Regions from separate parts of the Mus musculus genome. Here region 1 is linked to region 2. The links are chromatin contacts, called in public Micro-C maps. All regions are on one chromosome and are shown on one strand. Each heading gives the region's core, a stretch centred on a gene start, on an enhancer-like site or on the middle of the called end of the contact. The rest is flanking DNA. Distances are from core to core; before and after follow the strand shown. Region 1 holds the start of Rnf152 (ring finger protein 152). Region 2 holds the start of Cdh20 (cadherin 20).

Region 1 (6,433 bases), core at 14-2,513, 590 kb after region 2:
ATACCATCATCTTTTTAAGGCAAAATGCTAGCAAAATACACGAGTTAAGCCCACACAGCTAGCAATGCGGGGCATGTAGTCGCCTGCCCAGACAAACACACACACACACACACACACACACACACACACACAATCAGGGATGCATCTGAGAGTATCCTTTCGTTGCCTGGCCACCACCTCAAGTCACTGTCTCTGTTTTGTCAATTACCCTACTGTTTCCAAATCTATGCAGCACTCCCCCACCACACCCCCACGGTAGGCGGGATCCCAAACCAACACTGTGGAGAAGCTCCCCACAAGTCCTGCCGGCTTTGTCCTGCTGCTGTCCTTCCAGAAGCAAGCGCCCCAGGCCCGTGGGTCCGCACAAAAGACCCCCAGAATCTGGCCCTCCATTCGGCCCCCTTTTCCAATAATGGCTTGGGGGCAACTTCTAGCTAGGAATCGGGAGTAGGAAGGCAGGACAGGACTGGAGGGGACGACCCAGGGCTTGAGAATGCTGGGGGGGGGGGGGGGGCACGGCAGGGATGTGCGCGCACCTCAAGGGCGCGTGCGGCGCGTGCATGAGGCGAGCTCCCGGGACCAGAGCTCCAGGGGGCATCCCAGGACTCCGAGGAACCAGAGTCAGCTGCCATGACCCCATCGCGCTCCCAACTCAAAGCAAAGCCCGAGGAAAACCCAACTCCCGGGACCACCTCCTCGAGAGACGCCTCTCCAGCTCCGCACTCCTTTAACCAAACAAACCACCCCAATCATAGTCCAGGAAGAACCTCCAGTTATATCTCAGGCTACCGTTGCCCTTTCCCGCTTTCTCCTAGGCACAGCCTTCCACGCGAGTCCCCTCTGCACCCGGGACCTGGGAGCACACTGAACAGGAAAACAAACCGAAACTCACTGACCTCTCTCAGCAGCAGGCTCGGCTCTGTTACGCCGCCGGCGGCTGCAGCAACGTCGGAAGCATCCCGGGGGTCCGCACTGCCCGCTGCGCTCTGCTAGACGAGCGCTGAGGGCCGGCTGCTGCCTGCTCCTCCCGCCGCAGGTTGCGGGGCAGCGCGGGCAGAGTGGCGGCAGCGCCTCCCGCAGCCCAGCCCTGCTCGTCTCTCCTTTGGCTTCAGGCGGCGCCCTCCACCTGCCCGGCTGTCCTCCGCCTCCACGATCGGACACCCGCCGCCAGGCACCGGACACTGAGCGGAAGCTTTTGGTGTCACCCCCAGAGACCCAAGCACTGAAGGGAGCGGGAGGCTGAGTGAGCTCTGCTCCGCGGACCGCCCCTCCCCGGCGGCTCCACCCCCTCCCGCACTCCACCCGGCAGCTTGGCCGGCACGTCCGACTGTCTGTCTGTCGGTCGGTCCCCAGTGGCCAACCTCTTGGTGTGGGTGGGGAAGCAGGGACGCGCCCTCTACCCACCGTAGACCAGCGAGCACCTGGACCGAGCACGGAAGGAGGACCTGAACGGTATCAGGTGTGACCTAGAGGCCGAGCACCACAGGCTAGAACGACTGGGACTGGCCAAGGTGGTGACCCAGCTGCGGCTCTGGACTCAAGACCACAGGGGAGAGGGAGGAGTCTAGGCTATTGCCTTTCCCCTGGGTTCTTTTTGGCTGCCCCTGAAAGTTCACTAACCCAACAAGGGCAGGAACCTGTCAGCATGGAACGGGATATGCTCCCAAAGAGCCCCACAGGGACACCTCACACCTCAACCTCCTGTGTAAAGGAAGCTCACAGGAGAGGTGAACAGGAAGGAGCCTAGAGGGTCTACTAAGTTTACCCTATTGCCCACCTTAAAACCCAACTTCAGGCTCAGAGGTAAAGTGCTTGCTTGCCTAGGGTGCATGAATCTGGATTTATCCTCTGTACTCCTAAACAGAAACAAAGCCCTTACCTTTGGGATATGCTTTTAATGTCATGTAACCCCAGGAGAATCTAAAGATAAGGTCTCTTCCTGCTTTTTCACTTAACATATAGTGGAGAAAAGGGGAGATAGGTGTCCCCTGCTGGTCTGGGGCACCATGCCTGAGTTCTGGGGCCTTTTGGGATCCATTCTATTAAGAAACTGAAAACTGACCTGAGTTATGTCTCCTCATCTCTGTGGTTCAGCTAAAGGAGCTCTGTTAATGCACAGAGCAAATGGCTTCTTCTAGACTTCAGGTACTGGGCTCCCTTCATGGGTCCTATGTTCCTTCTTACACAGCAGTGGTTCTCAACCTTCCTAATACCGTGACCCTTTAACACAGTTGCTCATGTTATGGTGACCCCCCCAGCCATAAAATTGTTTTTGTTGCTAACTTCATATAGCAACATTAGCTACTGTTACAAATCAGAATGCAACTATCTGTGTTTTCCAATGGTCTTTTGTGACCCCTGAAGGGGTTGTGACCCACAGGTTGAGAACTGCTGTTGTTCCAGAAGTCCTGAGACCCATGATGGCTCTGTATGAGCTAATGAATCCGTGTTGGCAGCTGGTCCTACTTGCTTTGTCCCACGTGTACAACTTGTGAATTGGTGTTCCAATCAGGCTATTAACACATCGGGAGGCGGGGGCGCGGGGGGGGGGGCGGGGGGGGGACCTGCATCCGGGAGACCCACAAAGCTTGCAGTCTCTGGATCCCAGTAGGAGCTCTGCTTCCTCCAGTCACCAGGCAGACTCTTGCTCCATTGTTCCCTTATCACCTCTACAGCACCCACAGAGGCTCTGCATGCATGTCTTAGGAACCTAAGGTTACTTTGCAAGAATATCTTTAACTTCACCATCAATGTGGGGGTGGGATTAGCCCAGTGGAGGTTGTACAGACCTCCTGCAGAGGCAGAAGGATCTCTGTAAGTTCGAGGCCAGCTTGATCTACAGAGCAAGTTCTAGACAATCAGGGCTACATAGAAAAACCCTGTCTCAAAAAAATAATTTTTTTTAATAAAAAAATTAAAAAGGCCTTTTGGAGGCAGAGTCTCATACATGTAGCCTAGGCTAAGCTGGAATTTATCAGGCAGCACAGACCATTCTGGTACTCCTCCTGCCTCATTTTCCTAAGAACTGGAATTCCTAGTTTTTAGTTATATTTTATTTAGGGAGAGGGGTGCACACCGGTGACAGTATAGGTATGGAGGACAGGTTGCACTTTCAAGACTCCGTTCTCCCCTTCCCCATGAGACTGCACTCAGATCATCAATCTAGGATCAGGCAATCTAGGACAGGCATCTTATTCACTGAGCCATGTTGTGGACTCTGGAAAAAAATAATAATGAGAAACTAGGCAAGGTATTAACAACTCAGATGTTGGTCAGGGACTTGAAATAAAGAAGGTGATTCATAACACCCCAACATTTTACCAGCAGAGCTTAGCCCAGAAATATTATTATGCATGAGTGCCTCTCAAGATTGCTTTTAGGAAAGCAATTTCAGGATTCAGTAATTATTCTAAAATGTTTCAAACTGCCCCCCCCCAGTTGCTTTCTAGACAATTCTTTGAAGTGAGAAATGCAAGAATTCAGCATGTAGAAGGTTAACACCTCCAACTCTATTCATTTCCACTGGCTGGGATTTTAATTCACAGAGCATCATGGGTGTTCTGCCTTCTGTCCAGTCTTGTAAAGCTGTCACACAGAGAAGGTTAATTAACTGGGGCAGGCTGCAATGGGGCAGTTCCTAAGACACACTGGAGGTCAGAATCTGGACAGGTAGCTACGGTCTAAGTCAGGGCAAGAACCGGCAGAACGTGTTGTAACAAATTCATCTGTGGGGCACCCAGGAGCAGAGCAGCTAGGACCAGTCTGAGTTTCGAAGTACAAGCTGGCAAAGTCCTGCCAGAGAAGCTGCTGTTGTTCTTACAACCCACTGTGCATGTGTGTGAAAGAGAAGCAAGTGAGCACCTGAGGTCTGGAAGAGCCAGGTTAAAGACAGGTGCACAGACCTGCAGACAAGATAAAGATACCAATGCTGGATCTAGGGAGCTTCTTGGTTGGTGAAATGCTCCCTGTGCAGATATAAGGACCTGTGTTTCATTGCCCAAAATGCACAAGAAAAGGCCAGTGTGGCTGTGTGCCCTTCGGATCCTATGTAATTGTAGCACTATGGAGATGGAGGCAGGCAGGTCTCTGGGGTTAGCTGGGGACCCAGGCTATCTGAATCAGTGAGCTCCTTCACTCAGCCAATGAAGAGACACAGTTTTATAAATCAGCTTGGATGGCACCTGAGGAACAACACTTGAGGTTAACCTTTGGCCTCAGCACATATATGTGCACATGGTCCAAATATTGATGCCTTCAAAAAGCCAATAGTCATTAAATATGGACCGTGTTTCAAGAGGGTTAGGATGCAGGGTGGGGTGGGAAACCACTCGTCTAAGTTCCTGCAGTTACAGAACTCACTTTCCAGTTAAAATTTCTTTTCATAATAAAAGGAATTACATGTGAGACCATGAAAGAAATGAGAGGGGAAAGGACGATGAAGGGTGTGTGTGTGTGTGTGTGTGTGTGTGTGTGTGTGTGTGTGTGTGGTGTGTATGTTGAGGGAAACCTTAGGCCAGAGAAGTCTCACTCACAGGGAGCTTTTGGAACTAAGATTTCAATACCATGATGAACCATACAATGCCAAGGGAAAGTGGAAGAACCATTCTGAGTATCAGCAGGAGGAGAGAGAAGGTGTGCACTTGGCAATGGATCAGGCCAGTCAGCCCTACAACACTGAAGGATGCTGCATCGCCTAAGTTTGGTAAAGGGCAGAACTAAATTCTTAGCTTTGTACCTGTAGCGTGGAGTAGAGATGCTCCACAAGTGTTTATTGAGCAGAGCACGACATCTCTGGGAACCTAGGGTGGAGCTAAGATCAATTAGATGGCCAGGCAAAGCTTCTATCAGGATGACACCTGCATAGAAGAATGTGATGCAGATGTAGAACATAGATCACTTTGTGATCTCCTTCCTGGTCTTTGAGGGCAAGGATCATCTCTCAACTTGTACCATCAGCAACTTATCCAACAAGGAGGGACAGGGATAGGAAGGAGTCAAGGAAGAAGAAAGAGGAAGGAGGATGAGGAACTAGACCAGCCCTGTCCTGTGCTCTCACGCTTGCACGCCCAAATACCTGCATGCCCAAATGCAACCCAATGCTGAGGGAGAACTGACTGGGGCTTTGCAAGCTGCCCTTGTCAAAGTAAGGTCTTTCTTCCTCTGCTTTTGCCTGGCATCCTCAATCCTAAAAAGAGAGTAAGATGTCAACTGCCAAATCATCTCTCCCCAGAGCAAGTGTGAACTTTAGAAAACATTGGGATGTGTGACATCCTCCTCATCCGTTAATTGGTGTGAAACACGAATGTTGCTCTGATGTTTTGTACATCGGGGATTACACCCAGAGCGCCATGCATGCCGTGCAGGCAGTATGCCGCTAAGCTACACACCAAACCTGCTCTACTCTTTAGATAAGAGAGAAGTAATATGGTTTTAACTAGCTCCAAGAGGTCAAGGTCAACCATGAAAGAGAAAAAGGAAGCCACAGGTTCTAGATGACAGGACCTTCCCCTGTATGACAAAATTGCATAGCATGCTGCCTTCCTGATCTTGGTCCTACACTCATCCTTTCCTTCTATAAAAGTTCTTTGTACCTCTGAGTGTCCAAGGTGTGACTCTGAGGTAGCATAGTCCCATCTTCTCAGATGTCAGCCCTTGAAGAATATTGGTTTCCTTCCTGCCAGTATTGTCTCCTGAGTGATGGCTCACCTTTACCCACTGAGCCATCTCATCAGCCAGCCCAATCAATTTAATAAACAAGAAAGCATTCTGCACTTTAAACAAGTGTGTTTTAGAAACTGTCAGTTAAACTACAACCAAGTTGTTTAAAAACATCAATGTGGAAAGCTACATCTGGACAGCTTTCACTGTCAGCACAAAGGCAAAGAGGCATCCACAGCATGTTAGCCTCCTTCCCAATCAGTCTACCGTTCACATCTTTCTAATGTATCACTGGTTACCATAGAGAATACGTGCTCTAGAAAGTATCTAAGATTATTTATTCATAATGAATGTTAAATGGAATGTTCATTTCAAAACTGGTTATTTGGGCCACTATTAAAAGCCAGTTCTAACAGACCTACTATTCTGGCAAAAAGTTCTGAATGAAAGATTCTATCTTTGACTTATTTTCTTATCTCTGTAGACCCAGAGCTATCTAAGGACAATGTTATCTCATCTCAAAAAGAAAAGAAAAGAAAAGAAGAGAAGAGAAGAGAAGAGAAGAGAAGAGAAGAGAAGAGAAGAGAAAGAAAGAAAAGAAGAAGAAAAATAGCAAAGTATTTTGAGTACTTCAAAACATTTTCATGGAAACTACATCTAGGATTGCTTACCAAAGGCAGTTATGGGTTGAATTAAACATCTTTGATTTACACAAAACACAGTCTGACTATAAACAATCTGTATGGTCATTATGGCTTCCTGTCTGGATGTCTAA
Region 2 (7,092 bases), core at 2,754-5,253:
ACTGCCACACATGTTGATGGGGGCCAAGAAAGAGTGGGCCAAGAGAGGCATTCGGAAGATAATGTCACTGGAAAGGTGACGATGTCCTTGAAGTACATGCCCTGCTTAGTCTCCCACCTGAGGGAATCTCTGGGTTTAACTCTATTGCTGTGTTTTAGATTCCTCTTCAATTAAATGTGATCAACATTGCTGGATTCACTGGGTCGCTGAGAAAACGGGCAATTTGCAATTAACGGGAACTTAATAAATGGGATGTTACAATTTCACTTTAATGCAGCACTAATGGGTTCACTCCAAAGGTGAGGGGGCTCAGTCCTTCCCACACAGTGACAGTGTCCTACCCTGACTCTGGCTCTTATCCCTCACACTTCCTGTGGAAACTCTTGAGGAAAAATGGAAAGCACCCAGCCTGATAATAATCTATGGAATCTAAAATCGTTAATATGAAATCATTTATATATATATGTAATATACCCACATCTGAAGACTTGTCTGTGGAAGGTTGCATCCAACTCCTGAGGATGCTCTAGGTTAGAGCATGAACCCTCAGAGATTTACAAGGGAGGCATCATGAGGAGCAAAGTCCTAAGGAGGTATAGAGGTAAAGTAGTCATGTACTTTTTGAAATAAGAATTTTGAACAACATAACATTTCATGGTATAAAACACAGCAGGTTACAATTGTTTAAATTGATTTAGCTATGAACTTTTACAGAAAATATCAGCATTAATACCTTACATTTGGTGCATATTCACTAACTGTTGGATTTGGAGATCTAATTTAACTTGACCATTTTTCAATTATAAGCTGAAATTATAGTCTCTCTCTTTATGCAGCATCTATAAATTCTGCCTAACTCTAAATATTATAGTCCATCTTTTAGTTCACTAAAAACAAAACTTTATCTAAATCTAATAACTCATGATAAAACTGAAAATTATGCTTATTCTTATTAGAATGAGTCTGAAAAATGTTTAAAAGATTAAGTTTTATTGTGTAATATTTGTTAGGCAATTAGACAGGATACAGATATTTGATGTTGACGGTAAATTTATAAGCAGTAGTATTTATGTATTTTCATGTATATTGTCTAGGTTGTCTAAAAAAGAATTATATATTCTACATAGATAAATCAATAGATAGATAGATAGATAGATAGATAGATAGATAGATACATAGATGATAGATAGATAGATAGATAGATAGATAGATAGATAGACAGACACACACATAGAAGAACTGACCAGCCTAAAAATCTGCAAAGCTGATGCCATAATTTTCAAGACACAATGTGAGAGAATTCTCTATTATTTGAAGTAAGAACAGACCTTGTTCTGATGAGATCATCAACTGATTGAACAAGACCCAGTCACAAGGGGAAAGGCAGTCTGCTTCACCCAGTATTCAAATTTAAATGTTGATCTCATCCCCCCAAACAACCTTATAGAAACACCCAGCTAAGTTAGCATACTATTAACTATCACTCTCTTCCTACAGTTTAAAACGTCTTATGTTAGAAACTTAATATCTGAAGTCATGTTTTAGTGATAGTTAGAGATGGAGTCTATTTTAACTAAGGTTAGGTAAAGTCATTAGGATGAGGACATTATAAGGGCGAGAGAGGCAGGCACACGTTTTCATCTCTCCTGTGTTGTGGTACCCACTCTCTTTAAATACAGCAAGAAAATCCTCACTAGACACCAGCACCATGTTCTAACACTTCCCCATACCCAGAAGCATAAGGCGAATGAGTTAACTTCTTGCTTTAACTTGGAAATGAAATGTCCCACACAGGTTGTGTTGTGTGCCTGACCCCCAGCTTCTGATGCTATTTTGGGAGGATCTGAATCCCAGCTGGAAGAAGGGGGTCATCAGGGACATGCTTTTCGAAGCAGATTCCTAGATCCAGAAACTTCCTTACTCTTTGCTTCTTGGCCTTTGTGAAATGAGTATTTCCTCTTTGAGACACCACTACCAGCGCCTTTTGTCTCATCACAGGCCCAGAATCCACAGAGTCACGGACTGTGGACTGAAAAGCTAAAACTTTGACCCAAAATTCAATCTTTTTTCCTTTAAGTTGACTTCTCAGACATTTTTTTAACAGCCATAGAGAAGCAACATGACTCTTTATGCATTGCTCAGTGTGTTTTCTTATAGTGTTTTGATAAAACATAAAATATATTTTTGTTGATGAATTTTCACCAAGTTTTGGTACAGAATTATCATCAAAGATGGGTCCCTTCATAAAATTGGGAGAAAATTTCTCTCTTTAGACTTAAAGGCATTATAAGCTACTGGTGGCCTAATGTCAAGGAACTGCTAAGGGGCTGTATTGAATTACTGTTCCTAGCACCTACAAGTTCTGTTGCTTAGGCATTCTGATAGCTTTTTAGGCCTCATCTGCTTTATCTACTAAATTGTACAACACTCTAACAGATTCTGATGATAATATTTAGAATGATTGGATGAGATGACTTAAGTTTAACAAATCTGTCACACTACTTCTCAATAAACATTAGCTGCTCAGTATTGATAATTATATTGTTACAACTCTGAGTCCTGCTTCTAGGCATCCTGAAATCTCAGAAATGGCCCAGTTGCCTTAACTAGAACATTTAATATCGTCCTGCCCTTGAGAATTGTAGTGGTTACTTAAGTACACAGTTTTATTGGTTGTTTATATAGATCATTTGGCCACAGAGCATTTGCATGATCAATCTTTGAATAACGTACTAATCCAAGCAGACTAAGTTCTTTATTTGGGAGCTCAATGATGGGAAGAAACCCAAAAAGCTCTCACCGGAGTACTGTAGGGAAGTAGACAGGCAGAATCAAGTAGAATCTTAGCTGCTGGTCAGCTGTACCAAAGCTGCAATTAGTAACCCTTCCTGCCTCAGTAACCTCCCACTCGGGGTAGGAATGGAAGTGGTCCTTTCTAAACATGCTTTCTACGTGACCTCAGGAAGAAAGGTCAGAACTGTGAAACAGGAAGTGCCTTCTAGATTGATCATGCCTAAACCAAATCCCTCAGGTACTGTTTGATTGGTTGATTGACTTGAAGCAGGATCTCTTATTGGCCTGGAATTCACCAAGTGGGCTGGGCTGGCTGGTTAGTGAGCCCCAGGGCTCACCCTTGATCCACTTGTCTCTATCTGGTGCTTCCATTTTCCTTTTGTTTGTTGGTTTGTTTTTTATTTTGTTTTGTTTTGGCTTAGTTTAATTTGGCTTGTTTGTTTGTTTTTTCATGCGGGCTGTGGGAAACAAACTGAACATCTTGTTGGAGACACTCACTACACACTGAGCTAAATCTCCCTAATCGTTCTGAATGATTGACAGAAGATGACTTCACAACATCCCTACTTAACCCATACACCGAAAACTGTAATAGTGCTATGAGGATAAAGAAATCATGACATTTTCTAAACAGTCCACGAATCAAGCTGCCTCTCTCATCTCCCCAGGACCCATTCTCTGAAAACTGTCAATGGAGTGGGGCTGAATCCTCAAGGTCAAAGTGTTAACACCATCTTCTCTCAGACCCCTTCTTTTTTCTCTTTTTCTGTTCTTATCGTGGACTGCTTCTTCCAGAATCCAGAGTCTTCTCAAAATAAGTCACCTCAACTTCCTGGCAAAGTTTAGATGTACTCCCACCCCTACCCCCAACACTCACACTGGTGTCTTCCTGCCCTCTGTTCCCTTTCATCCCTCTCTGGGTTAGCACTTTCTAACTCCCCCAGCCAATAAAGGAGTTTAAACATTTAAATGCGGTTTTTAAACTGCATTTAAAGAATTAACCCATTTTGCCCCTCGCTGGTCTAAACCACGGGGTGCCAACCGGACTTTAATTGCTTTCTTCTGGTGTGGTTCCAGACAGCTCCTCAGAAGGAAGGAGCGCACATTCCTGGCACCAATTGGCTAATTCAATTTACTTCAACGGCATTAGCCTCTGTCAGAATATTCATGAGCGGGGAAACAAGACCCGCGGTACACGCAGGAGGCAGCCACTCGGGCTAGAAAACGCGCGAAGGAGGGGAAGAAGCGGACCGCGCGCTGGTCTTAAAGGACGGTGACCAGAAGAACCAGGCAGCTCTTTTCACCCTCCTGGCAGAGAGCTGAGGGCCGTGGGCATCAGCGGATTTGCTGCTCTTGTCATCAGCTCTCCACTGCCAGAGATCGAGCGGAGACTTTGGAAACATCCGAAGGCTGTAAAGCTGTGACACTTTTGACTTGGGGGGAAGGGGGTGGGGCGGGGGCACAGAGGCGAGCTGAGGCGAAGGGACTCGGCAGGACACCCGTTCGCCCAATGAGGAAGGCAGCGATATGAGCTGGACACCCGCCACTACGGAGTCTCCACGTCTCTGGAGAGTCGCCGGCTGTGCCAGGTAAAGCTGAGGGCTCCCGTCGGTCCCCATGCATCTGGCCCCAGGCACAAGAGGTCACTCTGGGGAAGCCAGGTGCACTGTGCACAGTCCAGCTCTGCTTAGCGCCTTCCCCTCAACTCTCCGCCGCCTAGGGGACCTCCCTGCCGACCTGGGTTCCACTTCCTGGGACTTTTCGGGGACAGGGTGCAGGAAGGGATGTACTCAGCTAGTGGCATGCTCTGTGTGTAAGAAAGCTGCTGCACAGCGGAATAGCCAGGCAGGTGGAGGGTGCTGTGCACTGGAATGTGCTCGCTGGATGATGGTGACATGGGGAGCGCGGGGTGCCAGAGCGCTTAACCTGGGCGCTTCGCTTCCCTTGAGGTCACCAGCATCTCCATACTGCCAAGGGAGAGGATGCCCGAGTCCCCAACGAGGTAGTTGTGCTCAGAGCTGAGGATCCTAGGCACCCAGTGACCGATCCTGGCTCTGGGATGAGAGGCGCCGCTGCAACAAAGCTCAGCGGTGGGAGGAGAATGTGGTGTGGTGGTGACTCTAGTCCCTGCCACCTGCCGGACATCACCAACTCCCCGGATTTCCTGTCTCACAGTCCTGGCAATCCCTGGGAAAGCTCTTAATGGAGCGCGGGTGGTTTGAGCTCTGCTTGTCCTGCTGGTGGTGTTTGGAAGAGCCCGGAGGTGATGGGGCGAGTAAAGGAGTCAGAGAAGGTGAAACATTCAGATCTACAAAGAAAATGCCTCCGCGATATCGCAAACTGTCCTTAGCACTAAGACAGAAGCTTTGCTGGCCTCCAAGCTGTGGCAGCTGAATATGGGAAGGGGGTGGGGGGGGGGGGAGGGTTACAGCTTTAAGGCAACGCCAGAGTCTTTTAGTGATTTCCTAGCTGAGCTTATGTACGGGAGGAGGAAGTGGGGCTGGAACCCTGGCACGCGAGAATAGAGGAGTTAAGCGCTGGGTAGATTCGTAGATTCGGAGTTTACTGTGAAATCAAAACAATTATTATTAACGTTGTTTTTACATGCTTGGACATCAGGAAGATTGGAGTTTGGGACTTTGATAATAGCAGGGAAATTGAGTCTGTAAGCGCTGTCCCTCACATAATGTAAGCGGACCTCCTCTGGTCTCTGATTTGCCTCCATCAAAGAAAACAAATGCCTCAGAATTGTAGTGTCAGGGACCTGGCAGAGGATTGTGAACTGTATCTAGCTGAGAACAGCACAAACAACAGAAAGTCTTAACAGTAATGCAAGGCACTGTTTCCCTATCCACAATCCGTCCTGTCTCTTCTCAAGGTGGAGGCAGAGCCACCCTGAACTCCATACTTGACCCAGCTTTTCCTTCTGCTGCCCCGGGTACTCACTTGCTTCCAGTTACAGAACCCCTACAGCCTTTTGAGCTTCCTAGTGTGAGCAACCTTCCCTTTAGTTTTAGGAGGAAGCCTCAAGGACACCTGAGGTTGGTTGCTACCCTCTTGGCTTAGCCCTTGATCAGATCTGTTCCAGGGCACAGGCTTGGCCCTGCTGAGGAAGCAGAAAACAAGGCAGGACTATGGAAGTCCTGGCAGTCACTGCGTGCAGGAGATGAGGTCAAACCTCTGTGCTGCCCACATCCTTTCCTGCCAAAGAAGAAAGAGAGACAAATAGTGTGCAAGTAGGACATAGATAAATGAAATCAAGCTCCTAGAGTCAGCTGGGCTGTGGCCACTGACTTTGGGGTGACCTTTACTGTGCTTCCGATTTCCCCTTTGCCAACGCACTGAGCAGTCTTTCTGATGGGACTCTACTCAGGAGATGGTCTAATTTTGTATTTTAGAAAGTGCTTTGAGCACACTGAGAAAGGACAGTCTATAAACTACGACATGTTAATGTTCTGTGAAAAGTTTGCTACTGCACAGGTTAAGGAGGTACATTTTTAGCAAGTGTGCCATGTGGCAGTGTGACATTAAAATGGAAAAGCAAAGTACAATCATAAAAAAATGACTTAGCGTTCTTGACATTTTTGTGCATACTTGTGGGAAAGTTATCTTTAATTTGGGGAGAGTTGCTGGGGAATTTATTCAATGTTTGTACGACTGGACCACTCCCCTCCTACCTTTCTCCTCAGTAAAATTATATGACCCAGTTCTCACCAGAGAGGCACTGTGACTGTCGTTAGCGCTGGGGGTTGAGAGGAGAGACTGAGGGTTGCTAGGAGAATGTCTGCCAGTTGGGCTTTCAAGACTGGAGGTAAGGTGCAGAGCAGTTAAGTGTTCTAGAATGATGAGTGAACCCAGCATGGCTTTTCCTGTGTGCTCTGATTCACTCCATCAGATGGTGTGAGGGGTCCTTTTGCTACCTCTGTTAGGAAACTTCAAATCAGTGGTTCTCAGCTTGTGGTTTGCATCCTTTGGGGGCCAAGTGACTCACAGGGGTCACCTAAGACCATGGGAAAACACAGAGATTTACAATTAGAGTTATGAAGTAACAACATAAATAATTTTATTATTGTAGTCACAATATAAGCAGCTATGTTAAAGGGTTGCAGCGTTAGGAAAGTTGACGACCATCACTTTAAGTGATGGCAGTGCCTGCTCCTGACTTTTGCACTGGAAGGACTTCTTTTTTTCTTCTTCCAGACTGGAACAGGGAAGTATTTACCATCCCAGAGGACTCAGAAGTCTGTTTGCAGACCCTGATGTGATTCTCAATTTTCCTCTCATTCAGGAGCTGCTAGT

Evidence for each region. Hi-C and Micro-C count contacts between places; a contact is called where the count stands out from the background.
Region 1: a Micro-C map of embryonic stem cells shows a contact between it and region 2, with 2.6 times the contacts expected there. The contact joins the promoter of Rnf152 here to the promoter of Cdh20 in region 2. A contact is called at or near these places in 1 of 39 promoter capture datasets (embryonic stem cells), 1 of 484 Hi-C or Micro-C datasets (embryonic stem cells) and 1 of 115 datasets of contacts at active chromatin or transcription factors (embryonic stem cells).

What each region holds. Positions count from the first base shown.
Region 1 is chr1:105,355,447-105,361,879 of GRCm38.p6, forward strand. It overlaps Rnf152 (ring finger protein 152), which reads right to left and starts at 1,264. Exons shown (of 3, transcript NM_178779.4): 1 at 897-1,264. Gm17634 (predicted gene, 17634) reads left to right here and starts at 561. Exons shown (of 2, transcript NR_151540.1): 1 at 561-1,459; 2 at 6,143-6,291.
Region 2 is chr1:104,764,517-104,771,608 of GRCm38.p6, forward strand. Cdh20 (cadherin 20) reads left to right here and starts at 4,004. Exons shown (of 12, transcript NM_011800.5): 1 at 4,004-4,382.